Regions from separate parts of the Anser cygnoides genome. Here region 1 is linked to region 2. The links are chromatin contacts, called in public Hi-C maps. All regions are on one chromosome and are shown on one strand. Each heading gives the region's core, a stretch centred on a gene start, on an enhancer-like site or on the middle of the called end of the contact. The rest is flanking DNA. Distances are from core to core; before and after follow the strand shown. Region 1 overlaps ITPR1 (inositol 1,4,5-trisphosphate receptor type 1). Region 2 holds the start of ARL8B (ADP ribosylation factor like GTPase 8B).

The links. Hi-C and Micro-C count contacts between places; a contact is called where the count stands out from the background.
Region 1: a contact with region 2 is called in a Hi-C map of liver, with 2.0 times the contacts expected there. The contact joins the enhancer-like site here to the promoter of ARL8B in region 2. A contact is called at or near these places in 3 of 7 Hi-C or Micro-C datasets (granulosa cells and liver).

The regions. Positions count from the first base shown.
Region 1 is chr10:4,019,785-4,026,570 of Taihu_goose_T2T_genome, forward strand. ITPR1 (inositol 1,4,5-trisphosphate receptor type 1) reads right to left here. Exons shown (of 60, transcript XM_067003328.1): 56 at 6,218-6,357; 57 at 4,626-4,791; 58 at 3,798-3,958. Among named protein-coding and RNA genes, the nearest start is that of BHLHE40, 61 kb to the left of the region's middle. Within about 2 kb of position 3,262, at least 1 of the 3 cell types and tissues checked has open chromatin away from gene starts, as enhancers often do. A contact at or near this core is called in liver, where this site is marked.
Region 2 is chr10:3,935,188-3,941,518 of Taihu_goose_T2T_genome, forward strand. It overlaps ARL8B (ADP ribosylation factor like GTPase 8B), which reads right to left and starts at 2,097. Exons shown (of 7, transcript XM_048070792.2): 1 at 1,851-2,097. The coding sequence starts at 1,973.

The DNA.
Region 1 (6,786 bases), core at 2,012-4,511, 86 kb after region 2:
CTGGTGACTACAAAGCAATGCAGCAGCCGAACCATACGCCTTTGTTCCTGGGAAACGCAGGATGCGCTGGACTACCAGCTTTGCGGCACAATTAGCATACTTTCCAGATAAACACTTTTCAAAAGGCATCGATCTATCGTGAAGCCTCGCTATCTTAAGTGCACATCTGCAGTGATTTACCAGATGAACACAAGTCAGGTCATCGGAAGGGCTTTATAAACACTGGGAATTAAAGACCAGCTCTATTGCCACCAGAGGTTTTCCTCGCGTCCTCGGGTACTTTCTGCGATATTAAATAGGTATTACGAGACCACTCAAGAATGCAATTTGAGGGTGATCTGCTTCGTACCAAGCTTCTGCTTGCCATCTCCTGCAAACCATAAACTTATCAACCTTGGAAGCGCTGCTAAGAGCTGCAGGACAGCAGATGATTCACTGCAGCAGCGAGGGCGTGGATGCAAGCTTAGCTTTACATCAAACAGCACCAGCCACCCCATCTTCCCCCTCGCATTTCTCCAGCAATTCCCAGCTAAGGTTCCTAATCTCTCTCACAAGCTTTACGCGGCACAGCGGGCACGTGTTCACCTTACTGATGAAAGTGAGCATTATCCCTATTTACGGGGGAGCGGGCTGGCGATGAATTCCAGGTCTGCTAATCAGAAAGCCCGACTTGTAGCTACACGAGCAATGCAGCACGGCTTCCCACGCTACGGTACACAAACAAACAGCGCTCCACAGCCAAACAGAAACTTTAATGAAAACAATCCCAGAATTACAAGCACAAACACAGGCCCACATTGGTCTCACGGGACAGAAAAGCATTATGGAAGGTATAGTTACAAATCAGTACTGAAACACGGTGCGTTCGATTCTGTCAGATCACTGTGGTTTCTTTGGTATTTATTTTGTACATGCTTATGGTGTTCAAAATGCTCCTTAAATTTCGTTTCCCAATTTAACTGTTGACTTCGTTCTGCACACCGCATTTTAACTTAGTTAGCTTCTATCCATGAAAAAATATAAAATTCACTAGAGAATTGTAGTTAATCATTAACTTTCCTGGCTGCAACTTATTTTTATACTGGGTCAGATTCCTGCAGGCTGCAAGATGAATTCTGTGGGCACGATTCAGTTCTGCCATATCCAGTTCAGTGGACAGCCTCAGAACTGCCTCTCTGTACACATTATTTTTAGACTAGAGAACATCAAAATTCAAGATCACTCTTAAGGCTTCTGAATATTCACTATTTGGCATAAGTGAAATTGTCCAAGATTCTTTTGAGACCACAATGCTTAAAATATCTCTAAAGCACTGTACAAGCAGCACTGGATGCACTCACCAGCTGATGGTGAATCCCATTTTAGTGTCCTAAATTCTGTTTTATTTAATGTTCTGTGGTGTTGAAAAAATACAAGTACTAAATGGCAGAAGTAATTTTTCTATTTTTTTTTAAATCGCCAAAAGGCAGAAATCCAAGATGTTTCTAAGGATATTTGCTGGGAGTCGGAACAAAGGTGAAGCATATTTGAGGTGTATTCTGCAATCACAGTATGACTCGGAGCACATTATGCTTCCTACCCCCAGCTACTAAAAATGGGTATAGATTTCAGCTGAACAATGGTACTGCATAACAGTCCATGGAAAAAGACATGCCCCATCTATGTCAGTATCAAAGATGTTAGAGTGCCACCTTCAGTTTGAAAACATGGGGAAAAGTCCCTTTTAAGTGTAACCACGAACTAACTAGGTGTTCAAGGAGAATCTGGTGGCTGCAGACATTAAGCAGCCATAGGTTCCCATTCACACTGTACAAACACAAAATAAACCCTCACCCTCAACAGGTGAATCTGAATCTCTGGAACTGCTGACATTTAAGACTTTCCTTTTGCACGTCCTTCCAGATTTACGGGATAAAGACAGGTGGCTTGAGTAAAAGATGAACCGAACCATGCTGTAAGTTACTCCTAGACACACCTTCAGCAGAAAAACGGGCTTCCGACTTTTACAGAAGTATTTAAAAGAGGGTTGACAAAGAAACACATTCAGCAGGTTTTACATTCCGATTTTCTGGGGTGGAAAAGAGCACGCGAACATTTTAATATTAAACAACAACGGAAATAAATTGTTTGAGTTTCAGAGTCAATGGCCACACCAGCCCTAAGGAGTACGGCCCCTGGAAAATGCTGCTGGGAACTGCGGCGTGAGGCCCCAGCCCCAGCTCCTCCAGCCATGCCCGGGCTGAGCTGTGGCAGACCGCTCATGTGCAAAGCAAATTTACTTCCCATTCCACAGCTTGTACGGTTACACCGTGCTTTCAACAGCATTGCACCGAGACCCTGAGAACCCTCAGTTCTCAATTTAAAACTGGTTCCTGAAATGCAAAAAGCAACAGCTACAAGACACGCTCAAAACCTCTACCTGGGACACGCAGCTGTACAAAATTTCAGCTGCGTGAGACACTTGGTCTGTGCATATGCATGTTCCCATTCAACACATGGTAACTGCCCGCTGCCGATACTTCTACGAATGGGAATTCTAGGAAAAGTTTTCTATTTTTTGTGATTACTGTAATCACATTCAAAGACTGAATTTTTGGTTCTTACCTAAGTTAAGCTTTTAATCTGAAATAATCATTTGTTAATAAAATGCTAGCCAGTTTGAACATTTTTTTAAACTAGTTTGAACACAACACAAAATATTCTTTTACAAGCAGAAACATTTTAAAGAGTACAACGCTTCCCCCCTGAAGTAATGCCTACTGCAGTGGGATAAATAAAGGGAGCAATATAATCGAGGCAGCAGTGATGTACTTAGTTATCTCACTGTGCTAATCCTCTGTCAGGTGACTGCTCACAAGATTTCTTTAAGCCCTCATTACAGAGGCAGAAATCCAGAACTAGGACACACACTTTAGTGACCCCAAAGTAACATGTCTAACCTCTAAGAAATCTTGGTGAGATTTACATTCTGACCAGACCGAGATAAATCCCCCACTTAATGGAAGGTTGCACCTCCACAGCAAAAACTGTAGAGATAAATAGGACAAGTATTCTGCTTTTATTTGTCTGAAGGCAAATAAATAACAACTAAACATTATAAACCAGAAACAGCTTTTGCTAACCAGCCAGAAGACACACAAATTAGTAATTGGGGTTTAGGATCTAATTCCAGGAGCACTGAACCTGCCACTTGGCAGAGATGAGGCTTTTAATTCTCTCATTAAAAGGCATTACAACTGAGCAGATATTAATTTTAGTTTCTTACGATAGCTAAAATCATACGATCATATGACAACAAAACTTACAAGTCTTTGAAAGACGTTTATGCTGGGACAGGTTAAAAACTGTTTATTATACTTCAGGCACTTCCACCAACGTGAAAATATTCTTTTGAACAGCAGTACATGAGTTTTGAAAACAATAGCTTCTTTATCCGATCTGAAACCACGGCGACTACCTAGCTGTCCCTGCTCACTGCCACCTACTCTGGCACACACTCGTGCGTATTCCAGCTGCTGAGAAGCTGCAGCCACGAAGCTGCAAATTGCTGTGCTGCAGCACACGTAGCCTCCCACAAGCGACCCTGCCTGCACCATCCATTTGTAGCACGTTGCAACGTGGTGCCATCAATGTGTTATCTTTTATCGAGTTATCTCGCCAAGCACATTCATAAACACATATCTTTAGAAGACACTTTGAAAAGGAAAGGCATTGGATTAAGCCTATTATTGTAGGAAAAATATTGCTCCAAGTCTTTGCTTACAAAGAAAGTAAAATAGAGAATACTCAAAACTCACCTTGATCATTTCTGCCACATAACTTTCTGGTCCTGTATATTCTGTTGAATCTTTTACTTTCACTAATACAATAAAGCACAAATAATGCCACATGTTGTGCTCTTCTTTAATATGCTCTTCAAACGTGACTGTCTTGTTATCAAACTTATCTCTTTCCAAACCTACAAGAGTGACACATTTATAACTCTTAGTATTTACAAACTGGGACTAAGAAAATGAGCTCTAAGAAAAAAAAAATCTACAGTCTGCTGCAGATCTTAACAGTCACAAGCATTCCTAAATGAACATGGAATAATAGGCATAAACTCTAACAGACAGCCACCTAACAGAGGGAAGAGGGAGAGAGGGCATTACAAGTGCTGGTCACATTTGGTACACATAACAGAAAACTTTTGGTTAAAAAAAAGGTAGCTACCTTGTATGCAAACAGCTGAATTTCATAACACATCTCCTATTTTTAGGCAAAATGATACCAAATGCAACATTTGCTTTGCAGCAAACTTCCAAAGGTTACTTCTGTCAGCCTACGTGTTATGCAACTTCTGCACTACCATGTCAGTTAATTGCACTGGCCTCAAAGGCTCAGCAGCTTAATTCCAAATCTACTGTGAGAAACTTTCTCAGACACCACTCAACGCTGCACCCTTGAAAAATGACTGTTTATAAAATCTCTCCTATTCCAATACAAAATTATTTGAAGCACAGGAGAAGCAGAAACTAAGGATTTAAGGAAAAGGCAGTATAAAAATACATTCCCCATCTCATCTTCCTGCCAAGTTTCTATGCATGTAGAACCTAACCCTGTATTAAGTGTGTTTCTACACTTACCACAAATAAAGCAAGTTGTTTTTAAAATCTCTTCTTTCTTCTGTTTTTCACTCCTTAAATCAGCAAAAGTGTCAATGATCACACCAAAAATCAGGTTAAGGACAATAATGATGACCATGAAGAAGAATAACAGATCATATATCACTCTAGCAGCAAAGAGAGGTTCCTGCAAGATACATATTTTAATTATTAACAACCCAAATCCATGTCCATCTAAACCTTACAACACATTTCTTGCAGTTCAGCGACAAGTTCGCAGCCCCACAACTCCTCCCTTTAGAGTCTCCATTTCTGATGTTCTCCAATGATAACTTAGAACTCAAACATTAAGTGAAACTAAAATGCAAGATTACTGAAAAAAGCCGAATTAGTCAGCTAATGGTACGCAATCACTGGAGTTGTTCTTTCTGTTTACTACGTCCAAGTCTTTGCTCTTCTCTCTCACACAATGAATTTTTTCCTCTCCTCACCCGCTCCCTGCAAGCGAATCCAAAATATATCCTTATATTAATCTGCCTCTATATCAATATAGTACCAGTATTAATTATAAAATCTTTTATTGGAATATCATAGTATTTGTTTATCTTAAAAACCAAGTATGCTGTTTTGAATAAAACTGGATGGAAAGCTGGACTTAGCAGTGCCCATGTCATGTTTATTGCCTAACCCCCATTTTCAGAACCACCCTGGCCAGCTGGGTGCCAAACGTTTGCTGGGAATTATATAGCCTTTAAACCATTTTAAGCTGAAAATAAGGCTAAACATTGGATAACACCTTGAAATTACAGACCCTATACTTAACTCCTGTTATCTGCTGGGAACAAAGCAGGCAGACACAACGCTACTCAAAGAGGGCAAAATGAGGCTGAAGAGAACCCTCTTTCCTTTCCCCTGCTACATGGTGCAAAGCATCCACTCTGACCAAGACTGCCCCTTTGTCTCTAATATGCTTTTGGGGAATGACCAGAGAGAGGCAAGCCTGAGGCTCTGATAGGTGCAATGAGCTACTCAAACAGCTATGTGGGCAGCTTTGGGCACTATGAAAAATTCCTGCTGTTTTTGACCAGTCTTTGCTCTGCCCTTCCTTTCCCCACAGCCCCAGCTCCAAGCCATCTTGGTCCCTGTCCTCTCATCCCATTCCCTGTTTTATACATCTCACCTTTCTCAGTAATGTTCCCGAAAGCAACTAAAGCCACTCGCATAGTATCAGCCACCACACCACTTTCATTCTGCTACCTAACGTAATCCTTTGCTAGCTTGTCCCTTTCTTACTTTTTCAAATCCTGAACTCCCAAAGCACAAACTGTTGGCTACACCATTTCTGTTCATTTGGGCCTCGTTCTGGATTCCCTTAAGCTGAAAAAGGTCTCATGTACTAAGAAAAAAACCCATGGTTCAAAGCTCGTTTGAACTGGCTGCTGTTTGATTTGGTACCACTGAAATTTGACTATTACACAGAGAGAAAGCGTGCTCCCTTCTAGTTCGCAAGGTCTACATCTGTTTCAAGAACATACGCACATTTTCCCCAGCAGAACTAGATCCCCAGCCCTCCACGGTTATCACTTTTCCACCCCCACTCAGTGATAATTTACCTCTTTGGATGGTTTCCTGAGCACATCACCTACTCCACCCCCACTCCTGAGCCCATGACTCAGTACAGTAACAATGCACATCAGTAACGTCTCGCACGTATGCTCTTTATTCTCTTCCTCCATTTCTTCAGCAATCACTTCTGTTAACACAGCAAGCAAAGACACGTTTAGAAGGCAAGATCGGTTTTAAATAATTCTCTCCATCCTTTGCTGGCTACACTCTCACTCCCCTTTGCAAAAACGGGTGATTTCCAGCAGCACTGCAAACGCTACGAGCAGACCATCAGAGCAGGTCTCCTACTCTGGTGGCTCCAGCCTGCCCTCCTCTCCTCACCAGCAGAGTTTTCTTTTGTGCTTTAACTGCTGTCTTTGACTTGGTTAAATATCTCTTTCCATTTCTGTTAGTATGCATAGCTTTGGATCACCAGCTGCCTGTTTATACAGAATCATAGCTTTTTGACAGCTCAGAGGACAAAGTGTTGCCTCTTACACTCTCCCTTGGTGCCTAACAGATTGCACAGCCTTTGGGCTGTACTCAAAATGGCAACTTCAACTCTTATTTTTCAAAT
Region 2 (6,331 bases), core at 847-3,346:
GCTAGGCAGAATGCAACCTTAAGCTACATCCTGGCACGTAATCCAGCTTTTAAAGCTATCTACAGGACTAGCATCTTGCTGTGTCATTCCTCTCATTTCAGTTTTATGGAATCCCAGTGCTTGACAGCTACTTCCACCCAAAGCATTAACTGGCCTGCAGAGAGCAGTTATTCTTTTCCAGCACTAATTTCCCTGCGCACGCTCTGAACTAAAGACAAGACAACACCTGACAAGAGGTTAGCTCTGCACGCCACGGACTGCATTGTGCTGACAACTAAAGCTCACGCTATTTTTCTTAAGCCAATAATAAAAACCTAAGCAAGTTTCCCTCACTCTGCTTTTCTTAAAGAGGCACTAGATTTCCTAATTAAAAGCCTCAGAAATGTGCCTTACTGCTTCCAGACTTGAAGCAGTAAATGATCCTGTGTCTTATGCATAATGACTTCCTTATTTCAGTCAGTTTTGCAAGCCTATTTGAATGACACTTACTCAGATAAATTTCTGGGTGTGATCCTAATGAGCAGTCAAAACCTTGCAAGATTCAACCTCTAGCAAAGCAAGCTGGACGCAGTTGCCAGCTTTACTTCCAGTGCTTTTACCACCTGGGACAATCTAGATGGACGAAAATGCTGTGTGACCACTGCAGCTATCCTGTGGTACTCCACGTTACCTGCAGCAGTTTCACCTAACTCCTTGAAGGAGCTGTGCTTCAAGGCACAGATGAGCAGTACTTCAACACGTGCAGTCGCCATCTGGGATGACATAAGGGGAGAAACCTGCAGAGTAATCCCAATTACTCAAATTCAGTTGCAAGAACGCACCAAGCAGTATCAGTTCAGGGCCCCCACATTGAGGTTGTTCAGTGGCTCATGAGTTCCACTTGCAGAAATCCAGGAGCAGAGGAAGCTGCAGCCACTGGCGTGTGAGAGGAAAGGCTTCTGGAGCCCTCAGGTGAGTCCAGCAACTTTTCCTTAACCAGGCCGAGGAAGGGTCACCTTTTAACTAAGGCAGACCCACTTCACGTGGGTATCGTGAAGACCATTAAGACTAAGATTCAGCTGCACAAGAGCTTTGTTAGGTTTTGACACTGTCCCTGTAACAAGAACCATGTGTAACTGCAGAAGAATGAGTCTTTTTCCCTATCCAGTTTTTCAATCAACTGTGGCACTTAAATAAATACATTCATAAGAACACTCAGAAACATTAAGATGCCACCTCATAGAAGAGGCTGAAGGTCTGTTTGGGCCTGAAGTTGCGGACAATTCTAGGTGCGCTAGACTCAGGCCAGTCCCGGTCCCTGCAGAGCACCAAGGCCCCCTGCCTGCCCCCGTCAGCCCCCCCTTCTGAACTCGCCCCCTCGGTCGTTCTGTGGCGTGGATCCGCCGGGCAGGGCGCTGAAGAAGCCGAACAAGCCATTTAAGCACGCCACTCTTGCTCTCGTTCGACAGCGGGAGAGCTCCGTGTGGGAGGATTCCCACACCCTTCCCTCATCTGCTCCAGGCGGCTATCAGACAAGTAGGCCCGGGCTCGGCAGGCTGCTGCCGGGCTCAGCGCACACCTCCAGAGCGAGGAGGCAATGGGCGCGGGCCTCGGCGGCCACGAGAGGCAAAACCGGGAGCGCAGCTGCGAGGGGGGGAACCCCGAAACTGCGGCCGGGCAGGAGGGAGGGAGGGAGGGAGGGGACGGCGGGTGGCGGCCCCGTGCTGGGCCGGGGGGGAGCCCCGGGAAGGCCGCACGATGAGGCCGGGCCGGGCAGGGCCCCCTCAGTGCTGCCGCCCCCCGGCCCAGCACCGCGCCCGGCCGCACCCCCGGGCCGCATCGCCCCCCTCAGCCCGGTCCCTGCCGCTCACCGCGATGACGTTGACGAAGGTGGTCTTGCCCGAGTACTGCAGCCCCACCAGGGTCAGCTCCATCTCCTCCTTCCAGAAGAGCGAGCGGAACCAGTCCAGCAGCCGGGACAGCAGCGCCAGCATGGCTGCGGCCGGGCCCTCGCTGACGGGACGGGGACGGGGACGGCGGCGGGCAGCGCTCCGGCGGCTCTCGGGCACCCGCGCTGCCGGCTCGCCCCCGCGCCGCCCTCATGTGACGCCGCGGCCCGGCCGCCGCCGCCACCACCCCCCGGCCGCCCGCCGCAGCGCCCCCTGCCGGCCGCCGCCCGCACGGCGCCCCGGGAGGACCGGCAGGGAGAGGGGCGGCGCCGCCATCTTGGGCGGGAGCGCGGCGGGGGGGGGGGGCGGGCCGCGCCGCCATCTTGGGGCGCCCCCGGGTGGGCGCTGGGGAAGGCGGGCAGGGGATGGGGAGTGAGGGGCGGTGGTGCCGCGGTGTGAGCGGGACCCGCCGGTGTCAAACGAGTGAAACACAAAGGAAGGCGTGCTCGCGGGGAATCCAGACACAGGCTCAGCTTCACAACTGGCCGTTCTTGCACGCCTGCTCGCTGTCCAGTTTCTGCCCTGCATTTTGTGTAGAGCTTTTCAGGGAACTTGCCCTGGGCACTGCATCTCCACCAGTCACGGACCTGAAGCTGGTTATTTTCCTCCCCAGCCAAGATAACCCTGGTTCCGTACAGAAGAGCCAATAGCAGGTGGAGGGAGATCAGAAATCCCTAACTCTGTTAAAGAACAGCAGAAAAAGAACACGAACCAGTGCACACACCTAAGCAAAGGTGGCAGGAGCAGTGCAAAGTTACACACTGGACACCTTCACCTACATAGCAAACACCACTCCTCTAAACAACCTGTCTGTTTTAGAGCCAGCTCCACAGAGTTCAACTGTGGCACCTGCTGAGGGAGGCCAAGGCAGGAGGGATGTGAGCTGAGCATGTGGAGGCAGAGATGAAAAACGGACGTAGGAGGGTCCCTGAGGTGCCCAAGGGAGGAGAACCATGTCCCTTCACCTGAAGTGCACTCTTTTTTCCTCAGGATTTCTTACGATGAAGAAAAATTGTTATCACTCGAATTCCCTCCATTAAGAGTTATTAGTGGATTGTATAATCATAGAATATCCTGAGTTGGAAGGGACCCACAAGAGTCATCAGGTCCAGCTCCTGGCTCCACACAGGACCACCCAAAAATCAGGCCGTGTGTCTGAGAGCGCTCTCCAACCGCTTCTTGAACTCCAGCAGGCTTGGTGCCATGGCCACGTCCCTGGGGAGCCCGTTCCAGTGCCCAACCACCCTCTCAAATGAATATGTAACAGGATCTGTTTGTCGCAGGATCACAGAGTCCCAGACCAGATAAGGCTGGAGACACCTGCGGGTGCCTCCGGTGCTCTAGGCTGTGCCCACTGCCCCTGGTCCTGGCACCAGGCACTGCCGAGCGCAGCCAGGCTCCGTCTTCCCCACACCTTCCTTCAGGTGCTTACAGACATGGGGGAGCCTCCCCGGAGCCTCCTCTCGTGCAGGCTGAGCAGCCCCAACTCTCCCAGCCCCTCCTCGCAGCAGAGGTGCTGCAGCCCCTCCACCACCTTGGCGACCCTACCAGTATGCCCAGGTCTCTCTTGTACTGGGGGGCCCAGAACCAGACAGTGGCTCCCCTGCCTTGCCCTGTCAGCCCCCACACAGCTGGGGGGCCACCCCCTGCCCCAGCCCCACCACTGCTAGTACATCGCGCATCTGAGGACCTGGCAGCCCACAGTATTCTCTGTTTTTTGGCTAAAGCACAGAAGACTATCTTCCAAAGTCCCTTTCTGCCTGTGGTTTGCACAGGTATATGTTGAAGATTTTGCAGGAGCTGGAAGCTGTAGCACTCAGACTGAACGAGCCAGCTAAGGGCTGATCTGAGAGGCCGGTTGCTCCTGTGTGCCCGTCATTATTTCAAAGATAAAAGCTTCCTGAAGTGAGCATAGTAGCTCACTGGAAACAGATGTGGAACAGGCAATAGCACATTGTATACAGCAGTCATGTTTTCGATTAAATGATAAATGAATATTTTACTCCCGGGAGCCAATCCAATTTGCTAATTCACCAACTGGAACAAAATAGTGCGAGAGGTACCCAGCGCTTTTATAGCTGACAACAACAACACGATGCCCCCTCCCACTGTACTGCAAAGATATCAGAGAGACCTTCTGCATGGGCTGCAAATCCTTAGTAGAGGAAGTCTCTTCCCATTTGTGGCGTGTTTTCAGGCAACAGACTGTGATTTACTATCAGATACTTCCAGAGCCAGCAAATGGGGATGCTGCATCTGTTTTCTCGAGCCTAGGGAAGTTGCAGAGTATTTCAGGCATTTGCAGGTTCTGATGTGTCTGCGTTTGAACATTATGAATATTTCTCCCATTAAAATCCTGCTATAGTGTGCAGCATAACAAAAGCTATGTGTGTCTAAACGCAAAGGAATGATAAAATTCATTACACCGAGTTAATAGTACATTCTTGGCATTCACCTCAAATTATGGGGCTCTCCAAAATCCCTTTTGCTATGATCGGCAAGGCAGCACTGAGCACTAATCTGGGTACATAATTCTACTGACTGTTCCACACAGGGTTTCTCAGGTCTTTAGACTTTGACTCTGCTTCGCATTTCCACTGTCAGGCTGTCTGCATAAAGCACCCTGGGAATCTTTGCGCTCATTATTGCGGCAGTGCAGAGCACTTACAGCAATGCAATTACTGATGCCATGGCTTGCAGGATATTTCTGGCATTTGAGGAGGACCAGTCTGCAGATGGCCATATTAGAGGAAAAGAGCACATGAAAACAGAAGCCAGATTATCACTTTCTGTGTCTAGACATTTCCTGGAAATTCTCTGGAGGTTGCAAGGCACAAGAGGAGAGCCACTGGATTCACCCAGTGACACAACACATCATCCCAAATATATTTAGGATGGGTACACTTTGGTTGGCACTCATTTAAATTACACATTACCTAAATTGCCAAATTTCTGTCATAACATGAAATGGTAAATTGCTGTATCCTCAGGTGAAACATTGAAGTTCATAATGTTTGGATAATGCAAGAAAAAAAAATGCTGTGTAACTCCTACTAAGGACAAAGGCTTCAGATTTTTCCATGCATGTTCAGGAAAATATTGACATAATGAAAGGTAACACAGAGTATTACATCTCCGGTCAGCACTGCTCAGTGATGTACATGTGCCTGTGTGTATACAGATGTACTCCATTTCACCTGGTATCATTAGGGTCCCAAGGCATTACAGTGATCTCGTTGGGATCCTGCAGCCCATTGCTCCATCCCACTGTGGGACACCTGCTCATTCTCCTTCAGCATCACTGCTAGAAGGAAATTTTCTAAATAACACTACATTATTTTCCCAAGCCAACAGTTAAGAAAGGGAGGGAGGAAATCTACTCTTACAGACCGCTGTCAAACAGATGTAAAAAAGCAAACAGAATGAGGTTTGTGTAAAACCACTGGGCCTGCACACTCGGGCGTGACAGTCTGGCATCAGCGATGCCAGCCACATCAGGAGGATTCATGCTACATTTCCTACTGGCACCTCGTCCGCTTGGCAGCTCCACTGACCTTGCTGGGGGATCTGTATTAATTGGTTTCTCTCCGCACAGCGTTACGCAGGAGGAATGCTAAGTACCGCACGCAGAGAGAAAAGCCCATCCATCCACCTCCGCTGCAGAGATCCCACTGAGCCGGGCTGCACGGCGTGCTGTGCTGCCTTCGTGGAAGGTGCCTGCTATGAAACGAGACTGCTCTGCGGCACTGAAATTAGAAATTTCCCAGCTCCCCGGCGGCAGGGAAGGTGGCTGTGCATGTGCTTTCCCACCCCAAAACACGGCTTTTCTTTGTGTCCATAAAAAGCCAACTACTACACTCCTTCCAATTAAGCCGTGATATGAACTACACTTTGAAAGTTCTTAATCCATTTTATGGTTCATTAACTCAGAAAATTTTCTAGCCATGTCTAGCCGTATCAAAGAGGATGGAATGCCTGGCACCAATTAGTCCTAATAACGAGCTAAATTGTGCACAGATTTCTGAGTCTGTCATTAGCATGAGAAAATAGGACAGCTCCTCTCAAAATAGAATATCTTACTGGACATTTCTTTAATTTGTCTTCAGCTAAAGACTACTCCCACTGGCTGATGCAGACAAAGAAACTAATTGATTTGATTAGTTACAGAACCTCGCTGTGTGGCTCTTCCCCTGCTGCTGAACAAGCAACCTTGGCAAAATAACAGCATCAATATTGCTCTGAGATTTTACATTTCTGCTTGTTCATGTTTCATGCTTTAAGGAGGCAAGTATACACGCCTTGTTTGTGCCTTCTGCTCACTTGGGCACCGGTTTTCTTTCAAGAAGGATTTGCGAAATGTCTTAGAAGCTGGCGGTGCCTTCCAGATCAGGCATCCTCCCTTA